Linked DNA regions of Gasterosteus aculeatus: region 1 is linked to region 2. Evidence: chromatin contacts called from public Hi-C data. All regions are on one chromosome and are shown on one strand. The core of a region is the stretch at or near the end of the contact, and the rest is flanking DNA. Distances in the headings are between cores, read along the strand shown.

Region 1 (6,557 bases), core at 83-2,582, 180 kb after region 2:
AGTCTACATTGACTGAAAACAAATCCGCTCATCCTCGTGTCTCCATTACTTCTCTAGGACGGCAGGCCTATGCAAATACAACCCTGACACACACTTTTGGGCTTTTTAAAAAAAAAAAACTCCCAAACTGTTATTTTAATCCCATTGAGAGCGCGGAGCCTTGAGAGGCCATTCTTCCTGTGTTATGGTAAACAGGTGAGCCATTCGGAGCGGCTCTACAGGTCCATTGACTACCTGTAAGGGGAGGGCTTGCCGGTGTGTGGGGGTTAGGGGGGGGGGGGGGGATGTAAATAATTAACACAACAACATGGCCTTGTTTCATTTGAATGAACGGCCAGGGGAGCCCGGCTCTTCCCTGTCGCCGGCCGAGCCTTCACCTCAGCAGGTCGTGGGTCGGCAGACAGGTCGCCGGCTCTTTCAAGGCGTTGGCTGCTCTCGTTTTAAAAACCCAGATTACCATTTTTGGTGGAGGGCTTGTCTTTTTTTTTTGCAGCAGCAGCAGCAGTTGGGCTATTAATGAGAATGGAGCGATGAAACTGGCTGACAATGACAGCTATGTGCATGTGCGTTTCTGTTGATCCAGCCTGGCTGTCTGTGGGGATGATTTTTCCTCCGTTTTAAAGCAGTGATACTAAAGTTTAGCGTCTCTTTAACCCCCCACACACCTCACAAAACAAGGCCCCGTATTCCAGTGACGAGACCAGGGATGCTTTGGAAACTTGCGAGTGGGAAACACGCAATCCAAATATGGATCCTGTGTGAATATACACGCGAAAGGCTAGACGAATCACATCTCACCTCAGACACGCAACCGCATATTAAGGGCTGCGTTTCATATGAAATACTCCACGACCAAAACCCACGTCTCATGCTTTCCACACATTTCTGATTCAAACACATGACCGTCCGCCTGAATTACAACCTACAACCCCACGCGATCAACATCCTCACTCTTTCACGGCCCCCCAAAAGAAGAAGCGTTCCTTATGAAATAAGTTCTTCGTGTTAGCGTGTGCCTGTGAACTATACACCGACTCTTTTCATGGAACGTGTTCACGAAAGCGGCCTCTTGCTGCACAACAAAAGTGGACATTTTGACAGTTTCCACGGTTCACCCGCCGCGTCTTTGTCTTAAAAGTAAGCAGCACATACCTGCCATTCTCCCATTCTGCCCATAATTGACATTCTGTGTCTTCTGCTGCCTTTGGTCGTTGTCGGTAGATCCGGTTCCGTGTCTATCTCATTGAGCCTCCGGTGCCGAACTGAACCTTTTACGTTGTTTTTTTTTCGCCTGACCGGATCGTCTCACCTGGCCATAAAAAGTGTTGCGGAGTGTTGGCGCATGCGCAGTGCTCCGGGTGTGGACGCGTAAGGAGAAACTACCTGGGGAAAGTGGAATCACCTACGTTGTGTCTGGTTTCTGCATTTGCCTGTTTTGTCTTCAAAGACTACGGATTGGGTTTTTATGAAACAATAAATGATCGAACGAACATGTTTTTAAATATTAGTTATTGTTGAGGAAACTCAAGAGATACCGGAATGCACTATAGCTTAATCATAGTCCCTGCTGTGACTACGAAATATAGATATATTTGCAGAGAGTGTAAATCGAAGCTGTTAACACATCCAGTTAATTTTTCGTTGAGTAACAAATTCTTTGCTTCATGTAAATTTGCATTAAAAAATGAAAAGGAGTGAAAAGCGATGCCGTTTACCTTTCCCCTTAATTTATCTCACAACTAAATTAATAAACATGATATTAAACAAGATAGGTAAATATGGGCGAAAGAAAATTTAAATCAAATCGGTAGTATGTTATAAGAACCGAAAAAGACGTGTATTTATCTTATACTTTCCTCCTGTTAATTGTATATGAATCCTCATTGCAAATGAAACTGTGTCAAGTTAGAAAACTTGAAGGTTAACTGCCAACATCATTACTTCTGCGCAGAGAGCCCTGCTATTGTGAGGGTCATTATTTATTCATCCACTGTTTATTTCTAATACTTATGTAGACCCCCCAGGCCAAGAGCGAATGAGGTCTCCCTCTCTCTGTGTCTCGCACGCGCACACGCGCTACAACTCACACACTCACGCATACAGAGAGGAGAGCAACACGTGCAATGACAGAGGTGATAATGGTCGAGGCTTTAGTCCAAAACCCGTTTTTTGTCCTCTTTCAAGTCCTTTACGGAGCACACACACACACACACACACACACACACACACACACACACACACACACACACACGTCGCTGCAGCTGCGTCGGTTCTCTCACCACATCTAACACTTTATATTAGACATATTTAATTCATACACTGAGATTATTGGACCAACTTTTTGTTGAGATTTTGCATTTAGCCCTATAAATCCTGTTTTTTTGAGGGGGGTTGCATAATTCCGTATCGAATGTAAAGATTTTTGTTTCTTCTTTTTTTTTTTTTTGTTGCAGTGTTAATATTTAAAACAAGCCTTCATGTTTGACTTCAAAGGCGAAGACATTTTAACTACACACACAATACCTGCAGCTATAAAGACCTCTCCAGGACTGTACAAAGGAGGGCTGGGTAAAGAGGGGGGGGGGGGGGGGGGGGGGGAATCAGAAATATAGTTTGGGGCTCTGCGCACTAAAGGGAGGAGTAAGTTTTAAAGCAGAGCTGTCTGACAGTGAGCTACTCTCAGACAGGAGCGGGGGTCCCCGTTGGATATCCAGCCTGTTTGTCTAAGGCTCGGTTTCCAACCACTTCCAGCATCGCACTGGGCCTCCGGGCGACGCTCGGCTTCCTAACATTGCAAGCTGTGTTTAATAGGCGTCGGCAACGGCGGCACCGCAGGCAATTTGTACAGCCATTCCGATTCAGACAAATTACAATAAAATGATTATTGATGTAAGCATTGTTGTAATTGTTATTATTACATATAACATTTTCTATATTGATTTGGTATCCGTTGTGTGTGTGTGTGTGTGTATGAGGGGGATCGTGTCTCGTTGGGAAAAAAAAGAATCCTGTTAATAAACTGGATGAATTACGAATTCAATCTCATTGAGAAAAAAAAAGAAGTAACTTTTCTTACTTCATGTTGTCTCCTCTTTCCCTCGTTTCATTAAAGTACACAGACCTGTGATGGAGAAGCTGGAAAATGTTCTAACAAAGCGGGTATGTTGTTGTTGTTGTTGTTGTTGTTGTTGTTGTGGCAGCTGCACGTGTCAGCCTGCTGAGGACCTGGCGGTCCCGGTACAGGACCCCCCGTGTAGCTCTCAAAGATCACCGCATCACAGTGTCGGTTGAGTGAGAAGGTTTTGGGGCCCATCGTATGGAAACGCTGCTTCCCAACTGTGATAAATTGTGTTATAGCGCCATCTAGCTTCCGGAGATGGATTTAAAACCATATTGCGTTGTAATTGAAACCAAATGAGAATGTGCTCGTGGTGAGCCTTCCCATCGGTAAATTAAACAAAAAAGCAGCTGGTCAAAAGAAACATGTTCAAATCAGTGAAATATACGGGTTTGACCAAATGTCCGGTTCATCAGTCACGTTTGAAATGAAACAGATGACATTCATTGGGTTTGGTTAAACCAGCTTCCGTTCACCTTAAAGCACCTTTCTTTACTAAAGATTTCAGCTCTAACAGCGGTATGTTTTCGCAGTAATCACCCATTAAGGCTCAAATACTGAAAATACATATTCTGGTGCTATGATGTGTGTTTGATCCTTTCCAGACATTTTGCTCTACATGTAAAGCAACATTGGAATGTGGGGCGCGCGGCAACTCAAGTCTTGTCAAAGCTCGGCGATGTGCGATACCTCTTAAATAAAACTTAATCTAATCCTGTAGTGCCACCTTGTGGCGGAAATAATAAAACCAGGTCCCTCCCACTATCCTTGAGCATCCTGAGGTCTGTAGTTTATTTTCACTGCAATGTCATAAGATAGCTACCTGTTTTTTTTTTACAGTAGTAAAGACATCAACAAACATTCTGGCATATCAAACAACAGAGGTGGTTATGAGATTCCTGACAGCAAATGACTTGGAAACAATAGTCTGTTGAACCACGCACATCGATGTGGAAACAGACTTTAATCGGGGGGACGCAAATCCGTCTCAGCAGATCAAATTATATGTTACAAATAAACCAGATGGTAATGTCAAACATGTTCATTGTACACACAAAGGAAGAGAGACAAACATGAGAGGGCCTAGGCATACACAAAATAACAAACCCATAATATAACTTTGGAAAAAAAATCAATAGATGTATTGGTCATTTATTTGCATTGCTTTAGTAAAATCCGCCGTTTCTGAACTCAGCATTTAGTGTACTACCTCTCCAATTGCACTTCAATGGTTGTTGTGAAAACCGGCGTCAAGTTCCATGTTTGATAAGCATAAATGGCCACTGACGCCTACATGTCCCGTCAGGCACCGCGGCGCGTGTTGTGTGCACCAATCATTCGTGCTCGGCAAAGAACAGGCTGCCGTCGGTTGTGACAGAGGACGAACTGGAAGAGCAAGGTTGTGTGCGGCTTAATTTGCGTTTCACGTTTTCTTTTTTGACCGTATCCGACGCTTTAAGCTCGAGTTGCTCCACATTAAAATAAATGGCGCGGGTAATATATTGTGTGAGCTTGCACGAGATCGATACACGCGCGGTTGATACAACTGTTCAGCAGCTAACGTAGCAGTGTAACAGCGGGGGACACCTCGAGTTTATCCATGTTTCCGGTGTTATGTGTCCTCTGGACTCGGCTTAGTTTTCTCTGAGGAAAGCCTTTTCGCTTTAGTGGATAACTTCGGCGCGTAGCAGGAAATCGTCTGAATTCGATAGTGACCGTGAACGCAACGCTAACGTCACGTGTGTTCTCTCCCTCGCCGGTGTCCAGCATGTCTACAGATTACGTAGGATATGGTTATGCAGCCCTCATCGCATCCGGAGGAGCCATCGGTTATTTTAAAGCAGGTAAGTAGAGCACTTTTTAATGTTCTTCTATTCTATGACTTTCTTTGACGCATCGTCGCATCCCTCAAGTTCACAATCAAACTGACGCTCAATTTCTAGTAAGTAGAATTGGGATTACCACATTCCACAAGTAGCTCTGTTGTTCAAATTCTGCATCGTAAAACCAGAATCGATGACTCTCATAACACACCGGTGTGTTGCTTTTTTAAGGCAGTACCCCCTCCCTGGCTGCGGGCCTTCTCTTCGGGGGCCTCGCAGGTTTTGGCGCCTACCAGATCTCCAATGACCCCAAAAACATTTGGGTGTCCCTCGGTTGGTATGCAGATTGTACTGCACGGCGTGCAGATTAACTGTGTGATGAGTGTATACATTAAAAATGATGTGTCTCTGTGGTCGTGATGCATTCTGTTCTTCCAGCCACATCGGGAGCTCTGACCGCCGTCATGGGAAAGAGGTTCTATGGATCCAGGAAGCTCATGCCAGCCGGCCTGATGGCGGGGGCAAGGTATCCATTTTTGTGCCACTACTGACTAAAACATATTCAATTGAAGTCGCTGAGCTTAAAACAAACAAACATTAAAACTTTTCCTTTCTGGTTGCAGTCTTCTGATGGTGGGAAAGCTCGCTTTGACATTGCTCCAGAAACCGCAGGAGTCCTGATGGAGTCGAGATTCCGATGTGTACCCCGTCTTCTGATTCGGGAGGTTCCTGTCAGCATTTGTCATTTACTACCAATGTCATTTTGTAAAGGATCAAATATAGTACCTTGTCTATATAATAGGAATCGTGTCTTGTCCTTTTTGGCTTTTACAAGTATTTATTTATACAAAAGCTTTACAAAATGTTCAGTCAATCAATTGCATAATACAAAGACGTGTGCTTTGGTACACAATAAGTCAAAGTAATCATTTTTGTAGCCATTACACTGTATGTTATGACAATAAAAGCAGAGGAAGCGTTGCAGGAGCTGTTAACAAAATGACTGATTCATGCTTTGTCATCAGTAGTAAAACGATACAATACTTGACAGAGTATAAAAATGAAGTTATGCTACAATAGTTTCTACACAAAACACCCCTAACACTAACATCAGAATTGGCTCGCGCTGGCTCCTTCAGGAATGCAGACCGGCTCGTCTCGGTTCAGCTTAATGGCAAACGTCATCTTCTAAAACACGGCGGCTCCGCGCGCCCTCACAGTTGCACCGCTGGGAGCGAAGCGATGCCATTGTGGTGGGGAAAATGTCTCCCCGAAGAATTGTGCCACTACTTTTTTTTTGTCCCCTGCCAGACTCCTCCATGTTGGATGCAGGTTGGTGTGTGTTTGACTTCCGGCTGACGATGTGTATCACTGGGCAACAGTCGAAACCGGCGGCTGCACAACCTCCTTTCTGAGCTACCGATTTGCACCATATTTGGATGTCCAGTCCACCCGGCCGTGGACCGGCTGCGCGGGGGGAGCTCTGCTCAGGAGATTGCCGGAGGTTTTGCCCAAAGCCGAGTAGCTGCTGCCCTTCATCTGAGTTCTGTCTGCCCTCCTCTTCCAGCCCTCGTAATCTGGAGGAACAAGCCAGTCAGTCCTTTTGTCTATCACAA
Region 2 (6,922 bases), core at 3,766-6,265:
AGGGATGTAGGAAGAAGTCGTGACATCTATTGCTTTTTCATTACATGTAAATAAAAACATCTGAAGGTCTTGTTTACAGTATTTTTTATTTTTATTTCACCCTACTGTTGATGTTTATTAATGCTTATTCAGTACGTGGTGAAAGAGTGCGATGATCCCTTCCTCCATAATGATGAATGACACCTTCATGTACAGATGAAGAAGCCATACATTACATCCAGAAGATAACTGCAACATGTCGGTTATGAGGTCACCTTAACAAATCGAAGTTTCGCTGCGACTTTATTCTTGGTTTGGGCAAGATTTTGAAGAGCGACGCAAACCGAGAGATTCTAATGTTCAAGCAGAAGCGCGTCTCATCCGCTCTGTTCTACACCTTGACAAAGGCGCTTCCATTCTGTTCCGAGCTTTCTCACACGTCTGGCCTCGCTGCTCGGTGTGTGTAAAACTGCTTTCTGCACGTCTGCGAGAGTGGAATTACGGAGTAGACAAAAAATGCATAGCGTATCACAGACACAGACAAGATGCTTCCCTGTCGAGTGACATTAAAGGAACACAGCAAATGCAACCTGACGCCCATCTTTCATGTGATGAAGATATTGATGACGCATGAAAGAGGAATATTTTTAGCCGTCTTCATGTAGCGGGCCTCTTCCACAACAAACCAGTAACATGATGTGAAATCTGTTATCACCCCTGAATGGATTTCACGACGGCACCTCCAATTACAAAAGTACAATACAGAAAAAAGAGGGACCCGTCAAGAAGGAGGGGGGGTTGTGGGCTTTTTTTTTTTTTTATCTTGCAGGAACGAAGGATGTTTCACAGCTTGTCCCTAAACGACTGATAGCGAGTGGCGTAGCGGCCCGGAGATGAGACGAACCATTTCAACAGGCGTGCGTTGGCACATAATGCGCTATTTCAATTGTAGTATACGATACGTGGATATGTGGGCCAGAGGATGTTCCCTCATTATCTTGGCCTCGATATGTTTGTTGTTCATTCCAACGCCGTCGGAGGACGCCGCAAAAAAGGACTCATCGTTCTCCTAAAACGTTGCCAAAGCCTGTAAATCACATTTAACTGGCGAATATCTGTCAACCATCGGGGCACAAATGGGAGATGTGGCTTTAAAAATAGCACAAAGTGAGTGGCAAACACAGACATGGGGTAATGAGAGATGGGAGGGGGGGTGGGGGGGGTACAGTGGGTTATTACACTTTAAATAGCAGATCTATGCTGAAGAGGCTTGAGGGCCGAGGAGAACGAAGGTAACCCTCAGAAACCTTTTGCATCGCACTGAAGGCTTAAACCCTCCAGTCTAAGGCCACTTAAAGTATTGGACTTATCACTTTATTTTGAGGATTAAGCTATTTTCTGTCACTTTATTTTTTGGGGCCACCGGCATTGTTTATAAATACACTAAAACCACAAATCTTTCCCCACGTAGTCCAAGAATTATTTGCTTTCGGGGGAAACAGAAAAAAAAAAAAATAGTGTGAAAATAGACTTAAAAGATTGACGGATAATGGGATTGTTTCCTCAGTGGCCCAGATGCACGAGTGTTTTGGTGATTAAGGAAGTGTGATTATCGTAGGTGACAAGAGATAGAACTGAAGATACCGCATCTTTGTTCAGGTTTCACTTTTGAAGGATACTAATAATAGCTTTTTTTATTTCAGATTGTGACACTATCAATCCTCCTCTCTCATTTCTGAGGCGTCCTCGAAAAAGAATATAAATCAAGAGAAACTTAATATGCAACCTGCAAACAAAACAACAGACTAACAGAACATAAAGGGTATTTTAAAACTGTGAAATGTAAATAGTCAATAGATCAATATATTGAAAATTGGCTTTTCCAACAGCCCCAAATCAAACATTACATCTGTGGTCAGTGACGACACATCCGGCGGCAATCTGCATTGTACTTATTGCACCCCTGCAGTTACCTTTGTGTTGCATATACATGAACAAATGCACACTATTGCTTTTAAGTTTATAAATCATGTACAGATGGTACAGTAAATCCCACAGTAGAAACTTTAACTACCTATTTATTGCATCTACGCAGAAGCACATAATCTTACGTAATGATTGGCATGTTGGCAGGGCTGTGCACAGGTGGGGCAAATATAATGCAGGAAGCCATATAACTTCGTAAAGTGGAAATCACAGGGAAACCGTTCCCACAAGATTTATTAAATGATAATCATTGGTTGCAAAGCTGGTGTTGTTTTCCAAAGAACCTTGAATGTGTGCGCATTAAAAAGGAATTGCACAAAAAATAAATATATGCCTACAAGGCTTTTAGATAATTGAGTTATTTTTCTCAGAAGTTTAATTTATAATGAAGAAAACAAAATCACAAAAAGGCAACAAAAAAAAGGCCGAAAGATGCCAGATGTAACATTTTGCATTCCGTCCCTCTCTGTTATTTTGAATTGTTCCAAGGACTATTATCTTACCATTAGGGGTTAGCTTTATGAGCACAGCTTTTACCAGAGACCCTAGCAAAGCAATAATACATATAAATCAGTTTCATTGACAAAATGGGACCGCAGTGGCAAGTATTTTTGTGTAATCAAAGGAGAATGAATGAATAGTGACTCAGCTGCAGAACTGCAGTCCGCCATTATGTAATTAAAACAGTATAATACCACACCACCAAATTACATGAATTATTTGCAGCTGACAGGGAGTGGGGAAGAGAATATTCAGAAGCAGTGAAAAAAAGAAATGTTCCACCAAATTAGGAATTTATGTTCGACTAAAAGTTGGCTGCTCATTTTTACAATGCGAGGGAGGTTCTGACATGCAAGCAAGCATGCGAGAACGACGGAAAAGGCCACAAGTGCTGTTGTTTTTGCCGGCTGGGGATGACATCCAACGCTGGAACGCAATCTTAAACGTGTAAATGTGTTGCGTTGATGATTAGTTCCCTTGTAATGTGAAACGAAGTGGACTGGAAAGAATCTTTCGCACGGCCCTGCTGGTAATTGAAGGTAAAATATTGAGCATTTTATGTGGGCAGTTGCCATCAAAATGATCCACTGATCTATATCTCATTGACTTGCAGGAAAATACTAATTGCTGCTATTTGCTTTTTGATCAATAGTTTGGCATGCAATTGTTTCAACCGTTAAAAGTAACTTGCTGGAGTCTAGATGCTTGGCGAGCTCAAAGCAAAGATACGACAGGAAGTCGCGTCTGCTACTCGCACAGCTGCTCCAGCTACCACCCCGTCCTCCACAATGACAGACAGGTTGGTTTTCTCTCAATGAGCTTTTTCGTTGTAGCAAATGCCCAAATCAGGGTGTCAGTAGATGGACGAATACATAATGTCCTCAGGTGATCCATTCATTCATCAACGGGTGAGACATACGCAGAAGAGTGAGTACGGGCCTCCAGAGAGTCGCATCGGTATTTAAACGGCTTTCACCTCTCTGACCTTGCCTCGTGACTGCAGGACGTTGTCACCGGAGAGAGAATGAGGAGAGGATGACAACGCAAAGACGGCGTAAATTAGAGGCGGGAAACTAACCATGTGTTCATATGTGTGTATGGACGGAGCAATTAAGTGGTTGATGGACAAAAAAGAAAGTTTTTCCTTGCAAAGGCATGAAATGCCACCGATCATCAGAGAGGAATGTCTATGCAGGATGAAATGGGCTCTTAAACCTAATGGCTGGGAAAACACCATAAATGGGCCACGTGTCTGTGCCGGGCAGCGTGCTTTTAACAGACTCACTCTTATGTCATACATGTGTGCCCCACAACAAATAAAGTGCGTGACACGTGAAAACTATGTGGTGTCAGTACAAATTTCAGTTCAGTGTGCTCTGGTTCTAAACTGGCATCGGCTAACGTAGTTGCTGATGATATCAAGCTCATATACACACAAATATCGGAATCAAATTCCGATTACATCGACATCTACGGCTTGTCAGCTTTATTATTAGAGCTGCCAGTCAGCGATGTATTTCTAAAAGTTCATATTTATTTGCACAGGGCCGAGTGCACTGGCGCATGTTTGTGCTACAGTGCATTAGCTTACATGTGATTAGCGTGCACAAATCCACTTTTAAGATCTTCGGGAGTTGTTTGTTGACTTTTGAAACCTTTTTTAGATGCTCATGTCAGACTCGGGCACCAGTGATTACAGATGAAAAAGAAGAGCGTGAGGGAAGTGTCACTTCTGGTCTACCACTCTTTCTCTTTCACACACAATCATGCACAAATCGCAAGTAATCACTCAAATCCTCCCCCCCGCCTCCCGTCTTCCCCCGCCACACACACACACACACACACACACTTTCTCCTACATGTCTGTGGGAAAGGCATGCATTTGACCCAGACCACCAATGGGACTGGAGTCCGCTCTGACTGACGGCCACATCACAGCAGATTATCCAATCGTATCGCAACACCAGCCTGTCGTAGAGCTGACAGTTGTGATTTCCATAAAGGAAGCAACACGTAGGTTGTGTAAGTGTGTGTGTGTGTGTGTGTCTGTGAAATCCGGAGTGACCCAGGGCGCGTCTGGCTGCAGAAAACCCTAACATGTGCACTCGGGCCGCGGTAGCCAGGGGCCTTCTCCTTTCACACATGCACGCACGCGCGCACGCACAGACACACTCCTGCCCCCTTCAGCACAGGAAAGCCTCGGAGAGCCAGGGGTGAAACGCACTGCCGTCTCCACCCACCTCTCCTACCAGCATTACATCAGAATTGATTGACCCTTGCACTGAGTTGTGATTTGAAGCTGCAGTATGCAGCCAGATTGACAGCCTGGAACTAGCTGTTGTTTCAGGTGTTTTTTTTTCTTTTTTCTCTCTTGCTCTGTCTGTTCCTGGAGGCCGCTCTCCCGCCACCGTGGTAAAACGGTTAGAAAAAGAAGGGACACCGCAGGGCGCACGTTATCAACGTCCTCCGCGCACGATAGCGCCGAGCTGAGCAGCCGTGAACAATACAACCGCAGACCTCGCTGCGAACCTTACACTGGAGCATGCACGGTGTGCAGACTCAAACAGATGGAGGGCGCGGGAAGATAGCGACAGAGACACTCGGTGACTGAGCGCTCCGATAGGCTCGGTCGGGGGAAACGGGCGGAGAGAGGATTGTTGGTCCCCAACGAGGCGAGCTAACTGGGGGGAAATTAGGTCAGTGTGTTCCCTCTGACTACACAGCAAGAACAGGCTGTGCAAGTGCGTGCGTGTTTTGCCGGTGCATCTACAGCGCCGTACTGCACCGCTATAGTGACATACTGTGCAGGTCTGTGTGGGTGTGTGTGTGTTTTAATTGTGTGCTGTCGCTTTCCACACGTGGGCCTGTGATTGACTGTGCTACCAAATGTCCGGTTCTGAATGCAGGGGATAATTATTTCGGCCTTAATCCCCATTGCGGCTTTAAATCCTAATATAACAATGGTGTTTGAGTGCTCTCAAGCCAAATGCTAAAACTGTATTTATTTTGACTCCTCATTGGGATGTAACTAATCATAACATCACTGTAATAAAATGGTAGAATATGAATGGAACAAATGAATAAAGTTTAAGTGACATTTATCCCCAAATGGCTGCAGTCTTTTGGAATAAAAGCTTTTGGGACAGATGGATCTAGTTCTGCAGTCATTTGGCCTCCGGAGGATGTGGATGCTCTTTTTTTTATTCTACGTCGCATCCAGCCTTGTCTTTACTCTTTACTACACTTTCTCTCTTCATGTCTCCTGATCAGGACAAGTCACACATACTATAATTGATATGAGATTTGGGGGGTATATTTCAATGTAATTAGAACCTTGATAATTGGACTAATTAGATCTAATTGCTGTGCGAGAATGACTTTGATTAAAACAGGTTTCTCTCCTCAAAACCAGAGAAAGAAAAAAAAATAGGTTGGTGACATTGTTGAGACACAAAGCTAATTGGCAATAATCAGGGATGCAATCTATATCAAACTTTGTATTGACTAATAGGAGCAATACTTTTACTTAAAAACAACAAGTGATAAGGGATTGTTTGGGTCGGTTAAAATTAGTTCAAAGAATGAAAAATGTTGCTAAAGTACCCCAAGGTGTGCAATTCATTTAGTCATGGTGTGTTTACCTCTTTGAGAAGTTGTTGCCGCGCCGTCCATGAGCATTAAATTGGCCCTATCGAATTACACCAGCTGTATTGAATCAGGTGCTTTGATTTTGCTCCGTGCTATTCGGTGAGAATAAAGGTGGTTAAGATTACATTTGTTTGACATCAAAAAGGATGGAAGGGCGGCAGGATTCTTTAATGCACGTTCAAACAGATAGCAGCAGAGGACAAATCATTCCTGACTTCTTTTCATAGTTTCTGTTTTTAATTTGCCCACAATCGACTTCCATTGTCTTTACCTGCAGTGAAAGGTCTGTTGGTTTGTCTTTGAAATTGTAATGTATGGTTCACGCTTATTATTTGGTGTGGGGGGTATTTATGTGCTTCAACCAGGATTTTTAATTTTAAAAAAATGCAAAGAGAAGCTGAAGGTGCCCCACCGAAACCAAAACTATCAATTAGATTTAGCTGAAAATATAAATTATGGATAAAAAAATGTAATCTAGAACCAGGAAAAAAGGCATCTATGAAACATGAACATTAATATAACATGACTGACTTTATAATCAGTCGGTTAGTTGCCAAACAATATATATATATTTTTTCTTTTTCGGACGGCTAAGTTGCATTCTTGAACTTTAATGAATTCAATGTTCATGCAGTGATTATGGGCGGGTTAGGCCATGATGCACAACATGTATTCCACTTGGTGAACAAAGTGATCCGGACTGTGACCTTCTGGATGCGTTGCGTTAAATATTTTGTCTGATTCTCAGACTATCCAAAAACTCAGTGTCACAAAGCGCTTGCTTAATATTGCATGAGCATCCGATCTG

The links. A called contact is a pair of places that touch in the nucleus more often than the background predicts.
Region 1: a contact with region 2 is called in a Hi-C map of whole body, with 4 times the contacts expected there. The contact joins the promoter of tfap2a here to the enhancer-like site in region 2. A contact is called at or near these places in 2 of 6 Hi-C or Micro-C datasets (skeletal muscle and whole body).

The regions. Positions count from the first base shown.
Region 1 is chr21:11,727,348-11,733,904 of fGasAcu3.hap1.1, forward strand. tfap2a (transcription factor AP-2 alpha) reads right to left here and starts at 1,333. Exons shown (of 7, transcript XM_040167706.2): 1 at 1,153-1,333. The coding sequence starts at 1,185. tmem14ca (transmembrane protein 14Ca) reads left to right here and starts at 4,404. Exons shown (of 5, transcript XM_040166807.2): 1 at 4,404-4,517; 2 at 4,886-4,962; 3 at 5,173-5,274; 4 at 5,380-5,467; 5 at 5,565-5,740. The coding sequence starts at 4,887. The coding sequence ends at 5,622. mak (male germ cell-associated kinase) reads right to left here. Exons shown (of 15, transcript XM_078095744.1): 15 at 5,760-6,518. The coding sequence ends at 6,358.
Region 2 is chr21:11,547,091-11,554,012 of fGasAcu3.hap1.1, forward strand. The region is part of intron 17 of ofcc1 (orofacial cleft 1 candidate 1); the gene reads right to left. Among protein-coding and RNA genes, the nearest start is that of ofcc1, 38 kb to the right of the region's middle. Within about 2 kb of position 5,016, at least 4 of the 9 cell types and tissues checked have open chromatin away from gene starts, as enhancers often do.